Linked DNA regions of Mus musculus: all the other regions are linked to region 1. The links are chromatin contacts, called in public promoter capture Hi-C maps. All regions are on one chromosome and are shown on one strand. Each heading gives the region's core, a stretch centred on a gene start, on an enhancer-like site or on the middle of the called end of the contact. The rest is flanking DNA. Distances are from core to core; before and after follow the strand shown. Region 1 holds the start of Hnrnpm (heterogeneous nuclear ribonucleoprotein M). Region 2 holds the start of 2310061I04Rik (RIKEN cDNA 2310061I04 gene). Region 3 holds the start of Nrm (nurim (nuclear envelope membrane protein)).

Region 1 (3,924 bases), core at 667-3,166:
CATGAGACTAACTAAAGGTGCTCAAGTGTAGCTCAGAGGTAAGAGTGCTTGTCTAGCATCCTCAAGACCCCGAGTTCCCAAGAGGATGGAAGGGAAAGTTAAAAATGAGCACACTCCTAAGCTGAGCCTTTCTGGTAGTAAAGAGAGGCCTCTTTATCCTTTTAGTACTATGGGGTGAACCCCAGGACCTTGTGCATCTTGAGTAACTACTCTATTAATGGGCTATAATCTACACACTCATACACGACAGGCAAGTACTTATGTAGCTTAGGCAAATCTTGAGCCGAATCAGCTCTGGAACTCACGCAGCCTCTCCAGTGCTGAATAACACACAAGAACCAGTTAACCAATGGTGTTTTACTTCTCCCTAACTAAGATAAAAGATATGAAATTTCCTCCAGTAACAAAATAGCCATTACTTGGTAAATGCTTCACTAACAAGTGTTTTAAGTACTCTCAACTCCCAGAGTCCTAAAACTTCCCACCTTATACATTTGATGGAAAACAAAAATTCAGAGACATGGGCTGCTGATTTTAGAACCAAAATGTTTCTCCAGACCTCCTCAAGCTGATATATTAGTATATCAGTATGAGGAGAGTTTCACAGGAGCAGAATCTTATGGTTTCCTCCTTGAAGAAAACTTTTTAGGGCTCAGAAAGACCACCCTGTGGTCTGATATTAGGAATCGAATCTAGGGACTTTGGAGTGCCAGGTTATTGCTATGTTTTCATCCCTCTTTTTGAGAGTTAGGGTCTAGCTCAATTTCCCAATGACTAAATGGCAACCTAGACTGAACTCACTCTATATAGTCTGGCCACACTTTGCACTCTGGATCCTGCAGCTTCCCACTCCTCCCAAAAGGCTGGGACTCCTCAGGCCATGCTAGGACACTTATAATAACGAATCAAGGTCCCTAGACAGATCTCCAAGCAGGATTCCAAAAAAGGGATGATGACGTCTGTCTATTTTAATTTCTGAAACCCCGAAGTGGTGCCTCTACCCGAACACTTTAGGTCTGTTGCTAAGGATGAACACTGAGCAAGCAAAGACCATTTCTCCCATTGGTACCAACTGCACTTTAGGAAGTAGGACTATAAAGAGGGGAAAGAACTCCAGCCCAGGAGCCCGGGTCCGGGGCCATTCTAATGGAAGAAGCACTTCTTGCAGAATGAGGGTAACACCGGTGTCTCGGAACCCCGCAACAAGAGTCATGTCGACACCTTCCGGGTCGCGCCGCCGACCGTACACGTGACACCTCGCACGCGCAAGCCTCCCGCCCCTAACTTCTCAGATCTGAGAAACTGAGACAGAATACTTCCACTACTATGGATTGTATGCTGAAGGGTTGAAACTACACAGTCTTAATGGTTCAACCCTCGAGACCCCAGTGAGAGGTGCTGCGGGCCCTGATCTCCCGCAGCCCGCGCGCCATCACTGCTCTGAGAATAAAATACCAGGCCACAGGCCTGAGGCCTCGACGACGCGCTCAGACAGCCAGGAGGCTGAGGCAGCGGAGGCAAGCGCTGTCGGCAGGGGGCGATCCATTAGGCTCTCCTGGCTTCGTCGTCGTCACAGCCTTGGCCGCCCCCAACTCTCGGCAGGGAAAAGGCCTGCGCAGACGCCGCGCCGCCGTGGGAGAAGAGAAAGCGGCCCACAGACCTAACGGAGCTGCGAAGTAACCTGGCTGGAGTTAGAGAAGGATCAATTGCTGTTAGACTACTCACCCCTTCGGGCCCGGAGCTCCGTTGCCGCTCGGCACGCAGGGCGCGCCGCTCTCTTCCTCCATTTTGGGTTCTGTCGCCGCCACTTCGGCTGCCGCTTCGACCCCTGCCGCCATTTTCTCCGCGTCTGGGCTTTGTGTGAGGGAGCGGGCTCTGTCGAGCTGCGCCTGCGCGCTCACGTGACCCCGAACGACCAGTAACGCCTCCTTGTGCGGCGACCGGCTCCCGCTTCCTGCTCGCCTCGGGTCACGCCCCCTGGACGTCAGGCCACGCCTCCTCCAGTGGCAGGCCTCACTTCCCGATGTCCGCAGATACAGTTGGGTTGTGGGACAGGGGGAGAGATATGTGTCGCTCATTCGAACTTACAATACGAGCGCACATACGGACCTAGTCGGTCCAGCTTACTTTATATTTTTCCGTTTTGTTTTACTCATTAGCTTTCTTTTTTGAGGCAGGGTCTCACTATGTAGCCCTCCAGCCTCTCCCTACCTACCAAGTGCAGGAAATAAAGGCAAGCACCACCACGCCTGGCCTTTTCTTTCTTTTTCTTTTTTCAGCAACTTCATATATGTATATCATGTATTTTGCGCTTGCTTGGGGTTTTGCTGTTGTTGTTGAGACAGTTTCTAGCCAATACTGGCCTTGAATGTCTGAGCTGCCGCCTACACCTCTTGAGTGCTAGAATGATAGGCCAGAGGAACCAGGCTAATCAGTGCTAGGAATTGAACCCAGTGATTTGAACATGCTAGCAGTCTATCAACTTCAATCCCTGACCCTATACTGTTCTTTTATCATATTCACCTACCATTGCCCTTTTATTTCCCGCATTTCCACTGTACCTTCTTTCCAACAAGTTCCTCCATGTACCTCCTTGTCTTTGTTTTATGACCTACTGAGTTGGGTTTGCTTGCAAGAGCATAGATTAGGGGTTGATTTATTGGGGCAACTAAATAGGTGGCTACAACACTGAGGAAAATGACACCTCTTTCCTCCAGCATCTACTACCAATAGATCTTCAGGGAAGGGTGAAGCCTCCCAAGGCTCCCCCACCCCAACATGATGAGGTTCTATCTTGTGCAAGTAACCACAACTGCTTTGACAATGTCCGTGGCATGTCAAGGAGAGATCAGCTTTCCTTAAATGGAGAAAAAATATAAAAATTATGTTGGCAGGAATTATTTTTATTGGGGGGGGGATGGAGGGGGAATGATTGAATACAGGCTTTGAGCATGCCATGGCTGGCATGTGGGAATTGATTTTCTCTTTCCAGTAATCAAATTTAGGTTGTCAAACTTGGCAGCAAACATCTTTACCCACTAAGACAGAGCCAACCCTGCATGCAGAATTCTTGACAGGTTAATATCAAACTAAAACTCTCCATGTAATTCAAAGCATTAGAAGAGATGTATAACAGAAACCTCCCTCCCACCCTTTTCCGACTCCTCTTTTCCCCTTCTTTCCCCTCCCTCCCTCCTATTCTATCTCTCCTTACGGCACCACCCTGACACCATTTCCTGGGACCCTACATTCCAAAGTTATGATGAGAAATAGGTACCAAGCTTGGTAGGCCAGAAGAGTGAAGATGCTTGTGTGTTTTTACATAAATTTTTTTTTTATGGATATCAGTTCACCAGTCACCCAAGGCCTGATCACATCAGCTCTGTTCCTCAATCATATTGTTCCAGTCACGAAGTCTCCCAACCTGCTCTTCCTATGGGCCAGATTCCAGCCTCTGAGTCTTTACTTTCTGAAAAATTGACTTCCCCTTGAGTTTCCAGTCAGGGCAGCAAGATACTACCATGCATGAGCCTGTGTACTAGGCAAGAGATGGGTGCAGAAAACAACAGGGAAGACCAGACTGTACTGGACCCACTGGGATGATGAGACTGCTTTTCTGAGGCTCAATTTGCTCATCTGGAAGTAGGGTTAATGAAAGACTCCTGCCAGACAGTAGTAGTACACACCTTTAATTCCAGCACTTGGGGGTCAGAGTAGGTGGATCTCTGTGACTTTGAGGCCAGCCTAATTTACAGAGTAAGTTCCAGGACAGCCAGGGCTACACAGAGAAACCCTGTCTCAAAAACAAAAACAAAAAAAAACCCAGTAAGTAAGCAAAATGCTCTCCAGAAACCACCTTTTAGGGCTGTCCTGCGCATACAATGCAGGAAAATGCCAAGAGCCCTGGGCTGTTACATAATTCAG
Region 2 (3,924 bases), core at 561-3,060, 2.2 Mb after region 1:
AAACAGGGACACCCTTTCCCCAAGAAGGCATTTCACAGCACAGTAACGAGGACAAGTTAACTGACTAGTCTCCATATTTCCCTGCTACAGATGGGCTGCTTACCTCTTGTCTTAGTCTCTCATGCATGACAGCCAGGTGTTCCTCCATACTCTCATCTCCTGATGGAGTGGTGGGGGAAGAGTGGGAAGGTCCAGGGGCTTGGAAAGGTATCACAGCCCCAGGATAGGGGCAAGGCGGTCCCTCAAAAAGGCTCCTAAGCCCATCCAGGCAACCACTGTGTAGTTCCGGTCCTGGTCCCTTCTCCCTCTTTCTCGGAGGAAGAACCATACTCAATGAGTTGAGAGCCTGGGCCTGAGAGAGAGGTGGTGGAGGAGCCTGGGGAAGATGGTGGGTAGGAGGATGTGAGGGTGGTAGTGACCGGTGAGGAGGAAAAGATGGAGAAGTCGGTGGAGTGGAGTGGGGCCAGAGCGGGGGGAATGGTAGAGGTCGAGGAGAGAGCTGGTCCTAGGGAAAAGAGAACAAAAAGAAAAAAATCAGACATCTAAGCATGGTGGTGTAGGGGCTACCATGGATTCCAGGCCAGCCAGGGCTACACAGACCTAGTTTTAAAAAACAAAACCAAACAAAGGAACAAGAAATCAGCTCATGCTCCTCCACCCCAGCTGGGCTGATCAGAAGCTTCAAGTCCTACCTGCAGAAGAGAGTTTACCAGAGGAAAGGGAGACATGAGGAAAGAGCGCAGGAGGACAACAGCACCAGGGCCACCGTCCCCAACTTTAGAAAGAACACCTATGATTCCATCATTATCCTGGTTTACTGCTCCATGGGAGAAATGATGCGATCTATATATAACATGTATCAGGATTCTGAAATAGAGCTGTGCAGGGCAAAGAACATCCAAGTGAAGGTGTGAATAGTTCTGAGTTGACTCTGTTGGAACCTCTGGGCACTCTGCCTGCACCTCAGTTTCCAGTAAATAGAGGAGAGGCCTATATAACAGGATGATGAATGTATAAACTTCGTCACCCATAAAGTAGTACATAAACGGAAGCTATTATCATTATATATTACATATATATTCTATATTATCATTTTCTGCACCATTAAATGACAATCGGGCCGATTGCTGAAGGGTGAACTCGGTCACTAACGCTGCTACTGCAAGGATGGCAGGTCACCCGAGGTCAAGCCTGATTCCAAGTCCCTTGGCGCCCAGGAACCCCAGGGGCAGGGGGTCCATGGGGCCTGGCCGAGCCCTCTGGGAGCCTTCCCCGTCGCCGGGGGCGTGGCCGTGCTCCCGCCGTCCCCCGGAGCCCGACCCGGTGCAGCGGCCAGCCTTTCGGGCAGGACCGTTCTGCAGGTGCACCACAGGCCCGCAGTTCCGGCCTCTCTGCCCTGCCCTTCAAGTCACCTCCAGGCACAGGTAAGAACGGCGGGGACCGGGGCCACCCGGGATAGCCGCTCCCCGGACCTCACCGGGAACGCCGGCCCTAGCGGGCCCCGCGCCCCTCACACGTGCAGCACACGGGTGGTCAGGGGCGGCGGGGGCCTCTGCGCCTGCGCGGCCCGGCGCCCCGCCCCTCGGCCGGCTCTGAGGAGGGTCTCCGCCCGCCCCTCCTCACCTGGGGTCGCGCCTGGTAGGCGCGGAGGCAGGGCCCGAGGCGCCGGGCGGCCCCCGGGCTCGGACGGTACATGGTGTTCCGGGAGTGAACGGGCGCCTCCCGCGTCCCGTCTCCGTCTCCTCGCCGGGCAGCGCGCCCCGGAGCCGGCTTCGTGAAGGGGAAAGGAGGGAGGGGGGGGCCGGGGCTAAGGGAGGAAAACGGAGAGACCGTGCGCCTGCGCACAGCGGGCCCGCAGCAGCCCAGGCGCCGCTACGCGGGAGTGCGCTTGCGCACAGCGGGCCGGGGCGCTCCCAGGGCGCCTGCGCAGCCTCTTGTCAGGCCTAGCAAAATGAGGGGAGGTAGGACTGAATATAGTTTCAGGAGAGAGACTGAGGGGCATGTGAATTTGAATAATGACAAGTCACTTTTTGTCGGTAGCTATAGTGATAACAAATAAATACTTTTATTGCTCTGGTTAAAAATAACGATACAAAGGATCTGAGGCTGACAGGCCTGTTGAATGAATGAGTGAATGAATGCATCCATACTGAGGACTAAGCTTTGGCCATGGTTACCAAGGCCTGGTGCTGCGGCGTTCCTGCAGGTTTCGAATGACCCTGGCGTTCATTATGTCCCCACCCACCGTCCAGGACTGGGGGGGTGGCGCCTGGGCCCTTGGAGCACCTGTCTGTGTAGGCTCCTCCCCAGACCCATCCAGTAACAAGACCCGATCCTCACTGGCCGACCTGGTGGGCAGGGAGATGAAGCGTGTGTTAGAGCTGCTAACGGGGAATTACGCTGAGACAATTCTTCAAGGTTGTGGGTGCAGGGTAATGTACAGACACCTGTTGGGTTTTAAGGCTGGGACAGTTACCACGGTGTCCAAACTTAAGTACTCAGAGCACGACAGAGGGGAAAAACACCAGAATTCAAGCCACAAGGAAGAAGGCTTATACGACGTTAGGTAGAAAGATGTGTGGGGGAAACTGGTATCCAGTTCACACAGACTTAGGAGGAAGCAGGAGGAGTAGTGTTAGGCAGTGTCAGAAGGTGCTGGCAGCTGTTAAGGGGGAGGTGTAGACCTCACCTATCCTCCGCTTCCTGTTCCCCCTGCTTCCGTTCTTGGTTGCCTGTGGAAATACCAGGCATCTAGGGAGACTGTAGTCGTATGTGTGTGTGACCTATTTGGTTGGAGAATAAGAAAAAGTGGCTACTTACCTGTACCCAGGAATGAGGTATTGAATCCCCCATGGCGGCTGTAGTGGCAGCTTTGGGCTACCAGCCCCCAGGGAGTCCCCCTGTAGAAGAAACGGGAGATGAAGGGGAAGAGGCTCAGGATGAAAAGGTGGCATGGAGGGGTCAGAGGAGAAAGGAGGGATAGCGTGGGAACAAAGACGATGGGCAGCTACCTCCCTAAAGGATTCTTGTCTAAGACTTCTAGCAAAGGTAGGGGAGGGCTTATTTTATACTTCAAGATTTCCTGTACCATCCTGCACTGTTGCTTTGCTCTAACTGGGATGGTGTGTGATGTGATCTAATTATGTCAAAAACACTTGGGCATGCAGGAAGGAGCTTGCTGAACCATGGTGCCTGAATGTGTGAACTCCCTTAAAATGATTCTTTTAAATATAAGAACTCGGGGCTGGCGAGATAGCTCAGCGAGCGGTTAAGAGCACCGACTGCTCTTCTGAAGGTCCTGAGTTCAAATCCCAGCAACCACATGGTGGCTCACAAACATCTGTAATGAGATCTGATGCCCTCTTCTGGTGTGTCTGAGGACAGCTACAGTGTACTTACATATAACAATAAATAAATCTTTAAAAATAAATAAATAAGCAAATAAATAAAAGAACTTTCAGGCCACAGTAGCAAGGAAGAAAGGGTAGTTTTTAGAGATGGTTGACCCTGTTGGACTATTATTATTATTATTATTATTATTATTATTGACAGGCTTTCACTCTGTAGCCTTGGCTGGACTGCAACTTGCTATGTAGGCTGGCTTCAAACTCTTACCAGGATCCGCCTACCTCTGCCTCCCAAGGGCTGGGATTAAAGGCTTGTGCCACCATGCCCAGTACCCTGTGAGAATTCTTTCTTTTTTTTTTGGATTTTCGAGACAGGGTTTCTCTGTATAGTCCTTGGTTGTCCTGGAATTCACTCTGTAGACCAGGCTGGCCTTGAATTTAGAAATCCGCCTGCCTCTGCCTCCCAAGTGCTGGGATTAAAGGTGTGCGCCACCACCACCATCGGGCTCCCTGTGAGGATTCTTGATCTTAGGCAGGACTTGTCTTCAGAGAGCACTGTGGGGTTTGTGGTGCAGAC
Region 3 (3,924 bases), core at 670-3,169, 2.2 Mb after region 1:
AGACAAAAGGGACAGGTTTGATTCCACCTGCATAATAATATATAAAGTGTGGTGTGAATTCACAAAGGTAAGAGCAAATTGATGCTTGCCAGACCATGAGTACACAGAAGCTGTTCAAGGGGTCTAGTGTTCCCCTGTGGGGAGTTGAAAGACTTGGAATCAGAAAGAGGAAGTGATTGTACATAATGCAGAATATTAAGTACTAATGTATAAAAGGGTTGGGTTTTTTTTGCTTTATGAATTTCACTTCAATAAAAAAGTTGCTTACTTTATATTTTCCTGCAGTGAATTATGTATAAGCTTAGAGAACTATTGGTGGTTGGCACAAATGAGGCCCAACTCATGACAGGCAATTGCTTTACAACTCATTCACACCCCAGTTATATGCTTGATCTTTAAGGTTTTTCTTTTTTGGTGGTGCCGGGGGTTGAATCTAAGGCTTCCTGAAATGCTGCTCAAAAGCTTCACCGCTAAGCAGTAGTCCTAGACCATTGTTCATTTGATGCCTGTGGAGGCCAGAAGTCAGCCTTGGATGTCTTTCCTCGGGCCACTTTGTTTTTCTTTGAGATAGGGAATCTCACTGGGACATGGGGCACCCTTAGGCTGGGCTGGATGGACAGTGAGCCTTAGGCATTTGCCTCCCTAGAGCTTGCATTATGATTTAAGGAGGAAACAGGTTAAAGAGAAACCACACATAGTCAACTGCTTGTTTCCCACCTATAAGCTCTTCTGGGACCACTTCACAGTGTCTAGAAGATCAGTGGAGCCAGGATGTGATGCTAGGCCATAATCCCAGCACTTGGAGGCAGAGGCAAGAGGATCTGCTCAAGATGATTCTCAGCTACATAACAGCAAGTTCGAAGCCATCTTGCGCTACATGAAGATTCTGCCATTAAGGCGTGTACCACCACCTGGCTAGATTCTGCCATTAAAAATATATATACATTTTTTTTTTTTTGAGCAGTCCAAGTGGGGGCTGGAGAGAGCTCAGTGGTTGAGGGTACTGGGCTCTTCCAGAGGACCTGGGTTCAAATACCAGCACCCACATGGCAGCTCACCACTGTTACTCCAAGATCTGACACTCACATAGTTGCAAGCAAAACATCAATACACATAAAGGCAAAATAAATGTAAGTACAGAACTTCTTCAAAAACATTCACAGATGGAGCCCACTCAATACATTTCCCAAGCAGAGATCAGGGTGGGGAGGAAAAGTGCTATACAATGCATTAGAACTTGGTCCAGACGTCTTGGGAGCAACCAGCCTCCCTGCCCTTGCTCTATCTGTAATCTGAGAGAATCAGCTCTTGTCTTCTGAGGACCCTGTACTTGGATAGCTATGGTGATTGAGCCTTTCATTACTCGGTCTTTGGTTTTAGAGACAGGGTTTCTCTGTGTAGCCTTTGGCTATCCTAGAACTGACTATATAGGCCAGGCTGGCCTGGAACTTGGAGATCCATATGCCACCATCTCCCGACCTTGTCTCTCTCTCTCTCTTTTTTTTTTTAATGGCTTTTTCGGAACCGGTCTCCATATGCAGTCCAAGCTAACTTCAAATTCTCCTGCCTCACCCTTCCGAGTACTGGAATTACAGGCACGAGCCACCACACCCAGCTCTAAAACGGTCACTATACAAAAATCTATGTTGGGCGGGGTGGCGCCGTTTGTAACCCCAGCACATCAGGGATTGAGGCTGGAGAATAAGGAGTGATTATCTTTAAAAACAAGATGTTCTTTATGTTTCCACGCAAGGGAGGCTCTGTCTTCACTTTCCTCGAGAACACTGACAGCGCTGAGATTCGACCCACAAGGGTAGCCGCAGACCAGCTGCCCTGACGACGCCTGGGATTCCAACTCCGCGCTGTGACGCGCCGCTCGCGGTCCCCGCCTTGCCGCCAGCACCCCCAAGGAGGCGGGACCTGGGCAGGGCCAGCAGTCGCGGGAACCCTGAGCCCGCCTTCTCCTCAGGCTCCGCGCTGCTCGCCATGGCACCGGCGCTGCTGCTGGTTCCTGCGGCCCTCGCCTCCTTCATCCTGGCCTTTGGCACCGGAGTGGAATTCGTGCGTTTCACCTCCCTGAGGCCGCTGCTTGGAGGGATCCCGGAGTCTGGCGGTCCCGGTGAGCCGCAGGGATCCAGGGCGAGCTGAAGCGGAGAGGAGGAGCCGAAGCAGCGTGGCGAGGGCGGGGCATGGAAACAAATGACAGGGAAACCGCCAAAGCTGGGAGGCGCTGCTGGGAAGGGAGCGGAGGCTAAATCAGAAACTCCAAGATTAGTCTTGTGCAGAAAGCTGCGAGTGAAGACTGACAGAGTACGGCCCGGGGTGGGGGTGGGGTTTTGTGAGGAGAGCCAGGGGAAGGAGAAAGATAAAAAAGGGGAAACGCTGCTAGAAAACCCCAGACAGCGAGATGTGGTAGCTCACACCTTTAACCCTATTATTGGAGGGGGCAGAGGCAAACGGATCTCTTGATTGAAGGTCTATCATTACTGATTTCAAGGCCTGATCTATTGAGTGAGGACTATGTATGTAGAGATACCCTGTCTTGGAAAAGCAAACAAGAAAACCACACCAAAGACCACTTCCCTAGTCTCCTTGCTTGCTTGTGTGTGTGTGTGTGTGTGTGTGAATGAATATAATTGTGGAATGTGTGCTTGTGCTCCTGTGTGTGCAGTGCAAACGGCTGCTGAAGGACAACCTTGAGTTGTTTGTTTGTTTGTTTTTGGGTTTTTTTTTTCAGGGTATTTCTATGTATCCCCAGCTGGCTTGGAATTCAGAGGCCTATGTATTCTTTTTTTTTTTTTTTTTTTAAGATTTATTTATTTATTTTGGTGTTTTGAGACAGGGTTTCTCTGTATAGCTCTGGCTGTCCTGGAACTCACTCTGTAGACCAGGCTGGCCTCAAACTCAGAAATCCGCCTGCCTCTGCCTCCCGAGTACTGGGATTAAAGGTGTGGGCCACCATGCCTTTCTTTCTTTCTTTCTTTCTTTCTTTCTTTCTTTCTTTCTTTCTTAAGATTTATTTATTTTATGTATATGAGTAAACCTTAGCTGTCTTCAGACACACCAGAAGAGGGCATAAGATCCTATTACAGATGGTTGTAAGCCACCATGTGGTAGCTAGGAATTGAACTCAGGACCTCTGGAAGAGCAGCCAGAGCAGCCAGTGCTTATTGAGGGGGGAGGGGGGAGACAGGGTTTCTCTGCATAGCCCTGGCTGTCCTGGAACTCACTGTAGACCAGGCTGGCCTCGAATTTAAAAATCCACCTGCCTCTGCCTCCTAGCCAATGCACTCTCTCTCTTTCTCTCTCTCTCTCTCTCTCTCTTTTTTTTTTTTTTTGGTTTTCCAAGACATGGTTTCTCTGTGTAGCCCTGGCTGTCCTGGAACTCACTCTGTAGACCAGGCTGGCCTCCAACTCAGAAATCCACCTGCCTCTGCCTCCCAAGTCCTGGGATTAAAGATATGCACCACCACTTCCCTGCTCTAGCCAGTGCTCTTAACCGATGAGCCATCTCTCCAGCCCTATCTCCCACATATTCTTGGGACATAGTTGTTTTTTTTTTACAGAGACCTGAGGCAAACCAAGAGGTTCGATGGCTCACCTGGAACTGGGGTTATAGATAGCTGTGAGCTGCCATGTAGATGCTGAGAACCAAGCTGGGTCCTCACAGCAAGTGTTGTTAACCACTAAGACTCTCTGGGGATTCTTCTGTCCCTGCCTTCCCAGCACTAAAATTACTGGCACACACCACCATGCTGGGCTTGAATTCAGGTCCTCGGGCTTATACAACACTACATAGACTGAGCCATCTCCCCAGCCCTCCCACCTTGTTTTTAAAGGTGACCCTACCTAAAAACCTTCCCCAGGAGGAGGCCTAGAGAAGATGGAAGATTGAAGGAACAGCAGAGTGAACTGGGAATGGCC

The links. Promoter capture Hi-C pulls out the DNA fragments that hold promoters and counts their contacts.
Region 2: a promoter capture Hi-C map of cranial neural crest shows a contact between it and region 1. The contact joins the promoter of 2310061I04Rik here to the promoter of Hnrnpm in region 1. A contact is called at or near these places in 1 of 39 promoter capture datasets (cranial neural crest) and 2 of 9 other capture datasets (adipose tissue and liver).
Region 3: a contact with region 1 is called in a promoter capture Hi-C map of liver, with 2.2 times the contacts expected there. The contact joins the promoter of Nrm here to the promoter of Hnrnpm in region 1.

What each region holds. Positions count from the first base shown.
Region 1 is chr17:33,683,542-33,687,465 of GRCm38.p6, forward strand. It overlaps Hnrnpm (heterogeneous nuclear ribonucleoprotein M), which reads right to left and starts at 1,917. Exons shown (of 16, transcript NM_029804.3): 1 at 1,726-1,917. The coding sequence starts at 1,838. It also overlaps a transcript of Marchf2 not described here.
Region 2 is chr17:35,895,568-35,899,491 of GRCm38.p6, forward strand. It overlaps 2310061I04Rik (RIKEN cDNA 2310061I04 gene), which reads right to left and starts at 1,811. Exons shown (of 6, transcript NM_001033630.1): 1 at 1,624-1,811; 2 at 104-505. The coding sequence starts at 1,695. Atat1 (alpha tubulin acetyltransferase 1) reads right to left here. Exons shown (of 13, transcript NM_001142744.1): 11 at 2,821-2,900; 12 at 2,690-2,732; 13 at 2,028-2,348. The coding sequence ends at 2,174.
Region 3 is chr17:35,859,399-35,863,322 of GRCm38.p6, forward strand. It overlaps Nrm (nurim (nuclear envelope membrane protein)), which reads left to right and starts at 1,920. Exons shown (of 4, transcript NM_134122.2): 1 at 1,920-2,119. The coding sequence starts at 1,987. Mdc1 (mediator of DNA damage checkpoint 1) reads left to right here. Exons shown (of 16, transcript NM_001010833.2): 16 at 1-272.